3 separate regions of the Zea mays genome follow, and regions 1 and 3 are each linked to region 2. The links are chromatin contacts, called in public Hi-C maps. All regions are on one chromosome and are shown on one strand. Each heading gives the region's core, a stretch centred on a gene start, on an enhancer-like site or on the middle of the called end of the contact. The rest is flanking DNA. Distances are from core to core; before and after follow the strand shown.

What was found. A called contact is a pair of places that touch in the nucleus more often than the background predicts.
Region 1: a contact with region 2 is called in a Hi-C map of endosperm, with 2.3 times the contacts expected there. The contact joins the promoter of LOC100278323 here to the promoter of LOC100383357 in region 2. A contact is called at or near these places in 4 of 25 Hi-C or Micro-C datasets (ear, endosperm, leaf and 1 more).
Region 3: a Hi-C map of tassel shows a contact between it and region 2, with 3 times the contacts expected there. The contact joins the promoter of LOC100192791 here to the promoter of LOC100383357 in region 2. A contact is called at or near these places in 2 of 25 Hi-C or Micro-C datasets (ear and tassel).

The regions. Positions count from the first base shown.
Region 1 is chr3:171,497,406-171,501,269 of Zm-B73-REFERENCE-NAM-5.0, forward strand. LOC100278323 (Pentatricopeptide repeat (PPR) superfamily protein) reads left to right here and starts at 2,032. Exons shown (of 13, transcript NM_001151636.1): 1 at 2,032-2,198; 2 at 3,212-3,322; 3 at 3,403-3,628. The coding sequence starts at 3,246.
Region 2 is chr3:172,056,336-172,060,312 of Zm-B73-REFERENCE-NAM-5.0, forward strand. LOC100383357 reads left to right here and starts at 1,963. Exons shown (of 15, transcript NM_001176013.1): 1 at 1,963-2,105; 2 at 2,290-2,433. The coding sequence starts at 2,310.
Region 3 is chr3:172,619,761-172,623,244 of Zm-B73-REFERENCE-NAM-5.0, forward strand. LOC100192791 reads left to right here and starts at 1,949. Exons shown (of 16, transcript NM_001358555.1): 1 at 1,949-2,178; 2 at 3,109-3,181; 3 at 3,278-3,387. The coding sequence starts at 2,074.

The DNA of each region.
Region 1 (3,864 bases), core at 782-3,281, 560 kb before region 2:
ATCCAAATTCCAATCTGATCCGATCCAAACTGCAAGTCACAGTCACGAACGAGCGCTGGACCCGGCCTTATCTCTCTCCTCATCTCTTGTCTTCTCCCTCGCCCAAATGCTATCCATACGTCTCGATTCCTTTTCGTCTGCCAAAAGTGTTGCTCTGCTATGCTGCCCAAAACTGGCAGTGCTATTTTTTTTTTCATTTGAAGGAGGCTGAGCAATTAATGCCAGTATCCTGTAAATAGCAACATCTTTCGCCGTTTATTATTATGTAAGTACTAACGGATTGCGTTCCAGAATTTTCAGTTCTCTACCATGTCACGCACGGGCACAGTGATCTGGTCGCTGCACGAGTTATTATAATTCAAAACTAGGAAGCAAACTGCATCTATTCATCATCGTCATTTTGTTTGCATACGTGCATGGGACCAGGCCAACGACCAATAATAAATGCGGAATTTACTTTGAGATCCAACTTCACCGACTCCAAAGAACAACAACCCTAGGGATACGCTCGTACGGGAAGGGAACCCTAAAAAAATGATGTGCTCCAGTGTTGGGCATAATCAAGCCGGATCATGTTTATATTCGTTTCAAACCAGTTTCTATCCTCAGTCTATAGAAACTGGTTTATAAAAATAAAAATGAGTACCGATGTTTAGAACTCAATTTCTAAGAAACAAATTTCTAGTTTTTAAACAACAATTACTAGCATATACTTCCTCTATTTTAAAAAGCGATGGCAAAAGATGTAAATTCCATGAAACCAACAATGTCATGATGTAATTGAATAAACAAAAGCTGGTTTTAGCTATGAAAGATTAGCTTTCTGGTTTTTAAGAAACTGAAAATTCGATTTCTATAAATTAGTATGTTTGGAACCATTCTAGTTTATAAAAACCAGTTTATTAAAAACATGTGCTTACAAACAGGACCTTAATCGCATTATCATTCCCCCATCTTCACATAGAGCTTTTAAAAATGAAAATGAAAAAGTTAATTATGAAAGGCCCAGAGGCTCTAGTGGTAGAATTGTCTTCAAACCTGGTACCATTTTTTTTCTTTTTTATAGCCGGTGTTAGTGAAAATCGAGAGAAGAATTTCTAATATAAGAGCATATTTTGTCCTTAAAATAGTGACCTAAAAATTTAAATAATGTATAATTTAAAGTGTTTAAGACAGTAAGAATAAATAAATTAATCTTTAAATTTTGTATTTTAAAAATAGATTACATCATTAAAAAGGATTTCTACTATAAGAGCATATTTGTCCTTAAAATAGTGACATAAAAATTTAAATATTGTATAATTTAAAGTGTTTAAGACACTAAGAATAAATAAATTAATCTTTAAATTTGTATTTTAAAAAAATAGATTACATCACTAAAAAGGAAAGTTTGAGAATGATGTTGAAAATAAGAATATGGCACTAATCTAAGGTGTTTATATTTGTCACTTCATATCCTGTCATATTTTTTAATAAAAATTTTTATTATTGGATCTATTTTTATTAGTTAAGTTCTATATTTCAAGATAAAGCATTGAATTAAGGTGTTATTTGGTTCGTGTAATTATAACGTATTTCGATTTTAGCTGTAAGTGTTTCTGTCAGATTTTGTTTGGTGCCGGCCAGTTGTGTAACCGAATACAAAGTAATCAGATATGAGACATACACTTTTGTTACCGCTCCTTCAGCTCTGTAATCCAATTTCAGCTATTTGATTTTGTTAGTGACGTGAACCAAACAAAATACGTAGCTAAATCAAATCACGGTGTCATATGATTCTATTAATAAAATATATTTTTAACCAACTAACTATTAACTCTAGTGCATTTAAATAAACCTGACTATAACGAAAAATGTTCTAATCGTGATGAAAGCTTGCCCTGCGCTGTGCGTGTAGGATGCGCAAATTACCAAAAGGGCCCTGGGCTACTGAGTTGGCGGCTGCTCTCTCGGTGGTCCCAAAGGGAAGAGGGGGAACCGGGCAGAGAGCAGCGCAGGACAAGACAGGCAGAGAAGTCGCTAGCCAGACTAGTCTGCGCGGTGATCCGTCTTCCCTGGGGTGTTCCGCCGTCCTGCAGCAGAGGCAGGGGGTTGCCGCTCTCGCCGCCGCACGCTGCGGCTCTGCTCTGCTCCGCCTGATCCTTCCTGCGGCCCTTGTTTTTTCCTCTCGTTTCAGGTGGCCAGCCTTGGTTTTGCAGGTGAGCGCCGCTGACCTCGCCCTTCCCGTATCCAATCTGGTTGCGCTGCGAGGGTTGGCGTCCCCGAGATGTCTACTGCTTCCTTTTTAACTGTCCATACTGGTTTATTTCCTTTTAAATGTCCATACTAGTTTATACTTTATAATGATGCTTGGCTTGAAGAACAGGCTACAGAGGATACCTGTTCCGTGACCAGTGCAGTTCGCATGCGGTTGCTCACTGAACTATATAGTCTTGATTGATTGGAGAATTCGGTTGAATCGCTTTGGTATTAGTTTGTTACAAATTTGCAGTGTGACGGTAATTGCAACGGCTTCAGTTGGTAAAGTGCTCTGATCTGGTCCCACCGTCAGTACAAGGTACTGAGGAATTAGGCCGGATGGACTAAACATAACATAACTTGGGTTCGGTTTCGATGTGATCTTTGTGAACATGAGTGGTTTGCACATTCACAAGTGTCTCGTTTCCCTCAGCGGATTATCCCGGTTCATCTGACTAGAACTCTGCCATTATCCAGGGCAGGAAATAGTGATATGCCTAACTTCTTTGAAGGAAGGTGTTCACGAAGACCTAATTTTTCTTCCATCTGGATGCACTTTACCATGTTACGTGTTCTAATCCGAGTAGGCCTCATTGGTCAGCCAGCTGCATTTGATTGATAATCAACACAATAACCGAATAACATATTGTGCTCAATGTTGGAGAGGGTACAGATATTAGTTATGCTCCCTTCCTTTGAAACAGATGAATTTTTAGCCATTTTTTCTTTTTCAGAAAAGGAAATTAACCCTTTCTTTTGTCATCGGTACCCTCTTGTGTATCATTTTCTTTGAGAATACTAGTAACATCTGTTTGATCTGGTACATAGCAGCATGTTTAAATTGTGTCAAGACTGGAGAAATACCATCCATGCAGAATCATCCATATTATGTACATATTCCTTGAAAAGAGTATTTTAAGTACCTGAGCAATCCGCATTTTTTGGCCTAACAATTACGTTTTCATTTTTGCAGAACTCATTCAGTGGCCTCTGCTGAAAAGTGTTCAATGGCGTCAGGAGCCACCTTAAGCTGGGTTAAAACCCCATTTGACACCCGAAGATTTCATGACCTATCTAATCTAAGGTCCTTCCAATCCTTATCGTGACTGACTCTCAATGGCTTTCTTGCATTTCGAATCTAACACCTGCAACCATTTCTTGCAGTTTCCGCTGCCGAAACCCTTTTGGATCAATTCAGCCCTGGTGGCTGCAAACTGATCAAGACTCATCCCTAATCAAGGTTCGCGTGGCTGCTGATTATTCAGACTCAATGCCAGATTCAAAGTACACGAGAGATCGGGGTTATCACCCTCTTGAAGAAGTTAAAGAACGTCCAAAGAAGAAGGACCTGTTGCTGACAGATATTGAAACAGCTAGAACAGTAGTAGAGGTATGGTAACCTGGTGCAACTAAATAGTGTGTTTCTTATGCACCTAGCTATTTAATGTTTCATAGGTATGGTTATGGCCTGTAGTATAGAGTTCTTCAAACTAATCCAAATATTTGTTGTAAAAACCTGCACAAATTCCTCCAGGCGCGTAACAAACAAAATGATGGTTTATACCTTTATAAGACATGCCAGTGAGTATCTGAGCCTAGGTAACGTTTGCAATCTTCCTTCTCTAG
Region 2 (3,977 bases), core at 713-3,212:
CTTAGCCCCCTTTCCAAATTCACTTTTGAAAAGATTTAAACTCGCAAATCTGAAAGCGTTGTTAGTCCTCATGCACATACAACATCTATATGTTTTATGAGGCATTAGGTTTTACACAAGTAATTGTCATTGGCCCCTGTTGATAGTACGACTATCTAGCCTACTAATCTAGTCAATTTTATTCTCTAATCACCTTGTGTTCGGCAAAACTAAAACCCTATTGCAATACCTTTACCTTGAGCCGATCCACAATCAATACCAAAGTCTCCAAGACCTTCAATATAGCTCATCTTTCCATTGTCCAACCTTCATTCTTATTTCTCAAATAATTTGTTAGTCAACATATAGTTGTCATTAATTACCAAACACACTACTTAGGGACCTAGATGCTTCACATGAGGACCTGCCATAGCCACCATGTTGCTTCCTCTATCGAAGGCTATGACTAACATACTATGCATATGGTCATGTAAACACTATTTTATTTATATAGTGAAGTTTTAAACATGAGATGATGATCATTAAGCTATTATTGATAGCCTAAGAAACTCAAAGGTTGAACCTTGGTCGTCCCACTTCCATTTGTGAGACTGATGCACATGTAGGGATGTTAACGAGGCAGGTTCGGGGTAGGTAGAGCGTTCGCAGACCCGAACCCAAAACTCGAGAATAAAATCTGCATCCGACTTGAACCCTATCTCAGATTAAAATCTGAAGAATCAACCTCCTTGTGCCTCCTGCTCAATGCTCCCTGGACCGAGCAACAAAATAGGCATTTGTTTACAGTCGCGCATAGGTCGCGAGGAGGCAGCTTGGCCCACTGGAGGCGAGGGTGAGGTGTCAGAGAGGAGGCAATGTAAATCTTAGGGCCAGCGCAAGCGCAACAGAGCAAGGAAGATGGGAGAGGGAGGGAAGGTTGAGTGATTTCTCAACGTGGTGGGAAGTTTTCTCCTCGGCTCTACGAAAATGCGACACTACGACGACCAGTGGGAGGAGCACGGAGCACCTAGAGACTGGAGCAGCGGGCAGCGCCACAACGACCAGTGGGGGAGTAGTGGACGGTGCCGCGTCAACATGTGGGGAGTAATAGGTGGTGCACGTGTGGCCGGGGAATAATGGAGGAAGCAGGGAATAAGGAAGCGATGACTTTAGGGCAAGCGAATCAGTTGGGCCTCTACCTTATATATATCACGTTATAGGGCCATATTTTAGGCTTGCATACTGTTCGCACCTATGGAAAACCGTCATGTAGTGTTCAATACCCGCGCCGAACCCGTAGACTGCCATGTCCCCTATTGGATCGAAAACCCACGGGTACCCGCCCAACTGTCATTCCTATGCACACGGATAGGAGATCCAACCACGCCAACACATATTTCAGGGGGTGTTTGAATCTGTAGTCTTCACATAGAATGTTTGTTTGGATCCACTCAACTAACTGTAGTCTTTGCCATATAGAATATTTGTATAATAATTATAGATATTAAATATAATCTAAGTGTAAAACTAAAACACAGATAAATAATAAAAGACGAGACAAATTTATTAAAGCTATATTTAATTCTCATAATTAATATTCCAACATTTGATATAATACGAAATAAACTTTAATTAGAGGAAGCACTTTATCCGCTAAATTCAATGTGCGGCACGCTATCTCCACCTCCACAGCCACGTGACATTTCCTCCGCACGATGCCACGGTCACTTCATCACTGTCAGTTCACACACAGACTCACTGCTCGAGCTCGAGGAGGTGTTTTGCTAATTTTGCAGCGCCAGGGCTGGAAAAAAATATTCCGAACAACCACAGGGGTGAGTGCACGAAACGTGTGTCACTTTTGTCTTCAGCTTGCAGCAGCTTCAGCTTCTCAGTTCTCACAGCCAACGCAGGCGTCCAAGTCCAAGCAAAGCCCCGCTCCTGTCACAGACAAATTTCCACGGGAGTATCTCCCCCCCTGCTTTTTTCTTCTTCCCTTCACCCCCCGCGTGCGCGCTCAGTCCCTCTCGCCTGTGGCGACGCTTGAGCGACCGCTGCTGCCGCTCGACGCCAGATCTTCGCCGTGCCGCTCCGGTGACGAGCACCCTCCAGGTATGCCCTTGGAGGTATGCCCGCCCTTTCTTTTTCCTTCCTGCCGCGCGAAACCGTGCACCCAAACCCTAGCTTACGCTATTTGGCATTTCTACTCGGATCTGATCTAATTACAAGTGTACACGTGTCTTCTGCCAGCTAACTTCGATTGTCTTCGCAAAAAATTGACTTTTTTTTTCTGGGTTCGCCCCTTCTCAGCGTAAGGAGGGGAGTCGGAGATGTTTTACTCGCAGTTCATTTTGGCCAAAAAGGGTCCCCTCGGGACCATATGGATTGCCGCGCACTTGGAGCGGAAGCTGCGCAAGAACCAGGTCGCGGACACGGACATCGGCGTCTCCGTAGGTGGGTGGCCTTGCTCAAGCTTCCAACAATTTGCTTTCAATCTAGGTTTTTTTGCTCTACTGTTAGGTCTGTGACCTGACCCGTAGGATGGTAAAGTGTTGTTTTGCTAATGCTCGTCAGTCTTGTAGCTTCTAGTTATGCCCAGCGTTAAGTAGCTTCTACCTGCTGCTATCAGAAGCGTAAAAAGATAACCTTTTTTTGAACTGTCAGCTGTCAATGAGTTGTCAGTTCTTTTTTTGTTTAATTTGCGGTGCATCACTGCATCATCTACATCGCTGTAGAAAATCATTACTTGGTAGATTTAGCATGATACTACCTTGGTTCATGTAGCTGTTTCTTTTTGCTGTTCTATTGCCTGCTAGTGCTAGGTACAGCACCGATGGCTTTTTTGCTCAGTTACATTGGTTGTTGCTGACCGAAGGGGTGTCTCCTTTGGGAATACTAGTTTTTTTTGCATTAATTCGTCCTACCAGGAGAAATTCTTAGGTAAAGCTTATTACAACTGTTAGAGTGGAAGCACTAATCAGTTCAACCCAAAAGAACTTTTGGGTTGAACTGGTTAGTGCGTCCACTCTAACAACAGCAATATAATACTATCACCCTGTGTCGTGTCCCTGACATGTGGAAAGAACTCATCTTTCTGGCTTTGATTACTCCGTGACTATTTTTAACCTTTTGATAATATAATTCGTCATTCTAGCTGGACTACTGTGTAATCTAAAAAAACTCGGCCAGTAGGGAAAAGACCACCCACACAGTATTATATTAAGAAGAAGCTCGATCGGAGCCCCGACCGAGAAAGGCCATGAAAGCTGGTCCCCCATGCAACATGAGGGTTCACCCCCTATAGGCCAGATCTTTACTCGTGCTTTGAGCCCTCGTAGTCCCTACATGAGGATCCGCCCCCATAGGCCAGTCCATCTTGTGCGCACACAACCAGGGGAACCAGCGAGTCACCTTTTTTAGCCTCAACCTGAAATTTGCTCCCACTGGGATTCGAACTAAGAACCTGAGGAATGCTACTCAGACCACCTAACCAACTTGGCTAGAGGTCCTTTCGCACTACCGTGTAACCTCTTTTTCCCATTTCCTTTTCTTTTTGTGTGATTGTCCGTTTATCACTTCCATACCAGGACTAGGAGTGCTTTTAGTTTTTGCTGCTATTATCTGTCAAGCAGCTTGAATCTTGGTTGAGTTGGATAATTCAACCACTCTGCTCTGGATTTGGAGAAACACAGTTCGGTAGACTGGTGTAGCATCCAATTTAATGCTTTGCTATGCTGCTTAGGTGTCTGTTACATTTTATGCATTTCCCTTACACATAATGTTTATCAGAAGCACCATCTGATGCATGTGATACACAAGGCGCTATGATTTAATTTTGTAATTCCCCGCATACACACTGAGCACTATCCGTTGAGCTACGATGTACTATTGAAAAAACAGTTCTTTTTAGTGGCTTATGGAATGTATCCATTGATCTCTGCTGCTGCACATGCCTCAGGGAAAAAACCTGTTTATCTATTTGCCCCAATATTCTCTTG
Region 3 (3,484 bases), core at 699-3,198, 560 kb after region 2:
GGCAGTTGGGCTGGCTGTGGTCCGTGAAGTGGTTCCAAACTCCAGTGACCCCACATGTCGAGTTACTTTAACGGATATTCGGGTATTCAGATATGGATATTGATTGTTCGTACCTGTTTTAAAAATATCCACGGATACCAAATGCTACCCGTATCCGTGTCCACGGGTACAGGTTTGTACCCAAAACCGTGCCCAACGGGTTTTTTATCCGCGGGTACGTGGATAAATCACATCCATTGCCATCCCTAACAGCCGCATTCAATGCGCGTACCTACCCCACGCAAGGTTACAGGCGTACAATACAAGACGACTATGGTCTTGTCCAATACCAACAACATGATTACACACGCGCTACTGTGCACGCACGTCGCATGCCATCCCCTGACGGGATGTTTAATACAACAGAAGAGCGGACTAGCCCTCGGGCCCAAACTCCGCCTCGCCCAACGCCAAGCTCACCCTCAGATACCGCTTTCGCCTCGCTCGAGCTTGGCCTCGGCTACCTGCTATACCACGAATCCTGCAGGAAACCACTCCGTCGACTGTGGCACACATCAGTAAGGATTCAGCCATCACCTCGGGAAGACTTCCGCCTTGCCCGAACTCGGCTCCGATCTCGATATCTGCAGCCAAGGGCACCCCAATGTCATCAGATACAGAAGCGCTGACACATCCCGCAAGTGGCTTTTCTCCATAACTAAGCCCTATTACAACCACTACGATATGGGTAGCCCTCCCCTGAGGGCTCGGGCATAGAGCCAAACCCTCAGCCTTAGCCTCGGCTCTCAGCGGGAAACCAGCGAATTCAAGTGAACAACGAAGTACAAAGGCCTTGCTGTCTACAGGACGTGAAGACACCCTCCGCAGCAGGCAAGCAGCCTCATCTACAAAGACGTGCTCCCCTTAGGCATATAAATAGGGTAGTCTATGACCTCTCTAGGGGACAAGGCGAACACTTCGTAGCTTTCTCCTGGCATTCGATATTGGCACTTGTCTCAATCATTTCTAGGGACATATGATTTAGATTTTTTTTCATTTTCCATGGATTTTTTTTGAATAAGAGGAGTGATCAAAGTTGGGTTGAAAAAGTCAAACGAAATATATTTTAAAACAGAGGGAGTACTATTTTAGATAAGTTGAGTATTATAGATAAACCTAATCTGTTAGGGGGTTTTTGGGTTGAGGAATCCTTCTATCTAAAATGAGGTGGTGCATCATGGGTCAATTCTTCAAATTTGTTGGGATAAGTCTATTTCTCATATTAGTATTAACTAACTAACTAACTATGATGAATGAGTTGGTGATGGATCAATTCATTCCATTTCATAAACCAAACAAAAAAAGTGAGGAGCTAGAAGATGATGGACTAGCTCATTACTCAAACCAAACACTATATTATATAGTACTATTATGATGAAGAAGCCACTTTAAACCAGTATACCCCGTTTGTATGTAGATATTGGAGCACATGATTAGAAATTGGAATCAGATTTCTAGAATTTTATTATTTTGTTGTACATGAAATTGAGATTTGGAATCAGAGACCTAATTCCATAGAATTGGACTATAACTAGAAATTCCGTCTCCTAATACAGAGCACTACTCCTCTGTATTGAGTGGAATTGGACCACACAAATCCAAACTCTAATTCAATAACATCCAAACAATATATTTGAAATTATATCTCATTTCAGTATCATGTTTGATTTGTAATTGAACCCAATTCAATTTTCATGCTTTCCAACATCCACATTCAAACTGTAATAGCAAATAACCCAGCCGGGCTTGTCCAACGTTCACATATTCGGAGCGAACCCTATGGCCCACTTGTCGGCCATGTAACTCGGCTGTTTCGCACAGGCACGGCACTCGTTGGAAACTTGGAATGCCCTATCAGATCGCATCGCACCCAAAAATCAAGAGCCTGCTGGATTCAAACGGCTGATTCAAACGACCAGAGTCCGGACACTCACACTCCCCTGCTGCGCCTGCCGCCTGCGTTTCGGCCACCGCACTACTTCCCCAATCCCCTTGATATCGCCCACCCGCGCTCGCCGCCGCCGCTGGGCGGCGATGGAAACCCTAATGGTAGACCGCGTCCACAGTAGCCTCCGCCTCTTCATGTACCGCAACGCCATATTCCTCTGCGAGCGCCTCTGCGCACAGTTCCCCTCCGAGGTAGCCCCCTTTTATCCATGTTCCTTAACGAGGCTAGTACGTCTCGATTCGGTGTATTGCGCGTGGGAATGGTACATCTGGGGGTCGGATCAGGCGTGTGGCAGTGATTTGAGCGCGGGGCTCACCTCCGTTGTTTAGTTCGATTCAGTAGTCTTCTGTCGTTTTTTTTGAAGTGTCTAGGGTTGCATTAGGAGTAGAGTAGCAGAGTGGTGAGCTTTTGGTCTGTAGCTTATCTAGGCTTGAATTAGAACAGCTCTCTATAGCTGGTGTAGGGAACTGGAGTATCCCGCGTGATTCATCTAGGGTTCATAGTGAACTTTTACTGGAGAGGGTGATTTTCTGCCTAAATTTTTGAGGCAATTTCACAGGTAAAAGCTCTACTGGTGTTTATGCATAATGGGCATTGGTTACAGTAACGTGTATGCCTGTGAGTTCTTTTCCTTGTCAGAACCTTGGGGTGACAATATTTATAGCCCATTAGGTATTCAGTTGCTTGAATTCTATGTTCTTACAGGACATGCTCACCCACTTTCTTTTCTAACCTTATAATTACTTGAGGGTGTGGGTTTTAATTTTAATTTTGGTTCTTGACGTGGTTCATGGGTCTTCATGTGGGATGAAGTTCAGGAATTTGAATGCATGGTTTTGTGTTTTAGTTTTTATTTAGGTTCTTGATGTGGATCATAGGTCTTCATGTGGGATGAAAGTCGACATAACTTGAATGCATGTTTAGTGTGTATGAGACTATGCATTCAATTTCTTAGCAGATGACCTCACTGATTAACCTGAATCTGTGCCTGCTTTACAATGCTTTCTTTTCAATTAGTAATTCTTGCTCACAAAAAATCTTAGTTTATTTTTTTTAATTTTAAGTCCATTTGCAACATAGTTGTGGGCACTAAATGTTCTTGCTCTACCTCCTCTGCACAGACCAATGTGCAATTGCTAGCAACCTGCTACCTACACAACAATCAGCCATATGCTGCATATCACGTTTTGAAAGGTAAGTTTGGATGGTTATATGCTCGCCATGTAACACATATATTATATAAAGGTAGTTTGGATGGTTTATGGATTTTGTTTCTGATGTTATATGAAGGGAAGAAGCTGCCGGAGTCCCGGTACTTGTTTGCTACATCATGCTTTCGAATGAACCTCTTGCGTGAAGCAGAAGAAATTCTATGTCCAGTCAATGAGCCAAACATGGAGGTATAAATCATATTTTAGAGTGATTTGTTTATGTAAATATCTCTAACGTTGAACACGAACCTAGCCATTCTATTGGAGATGAAACCCAAAAGAAAAC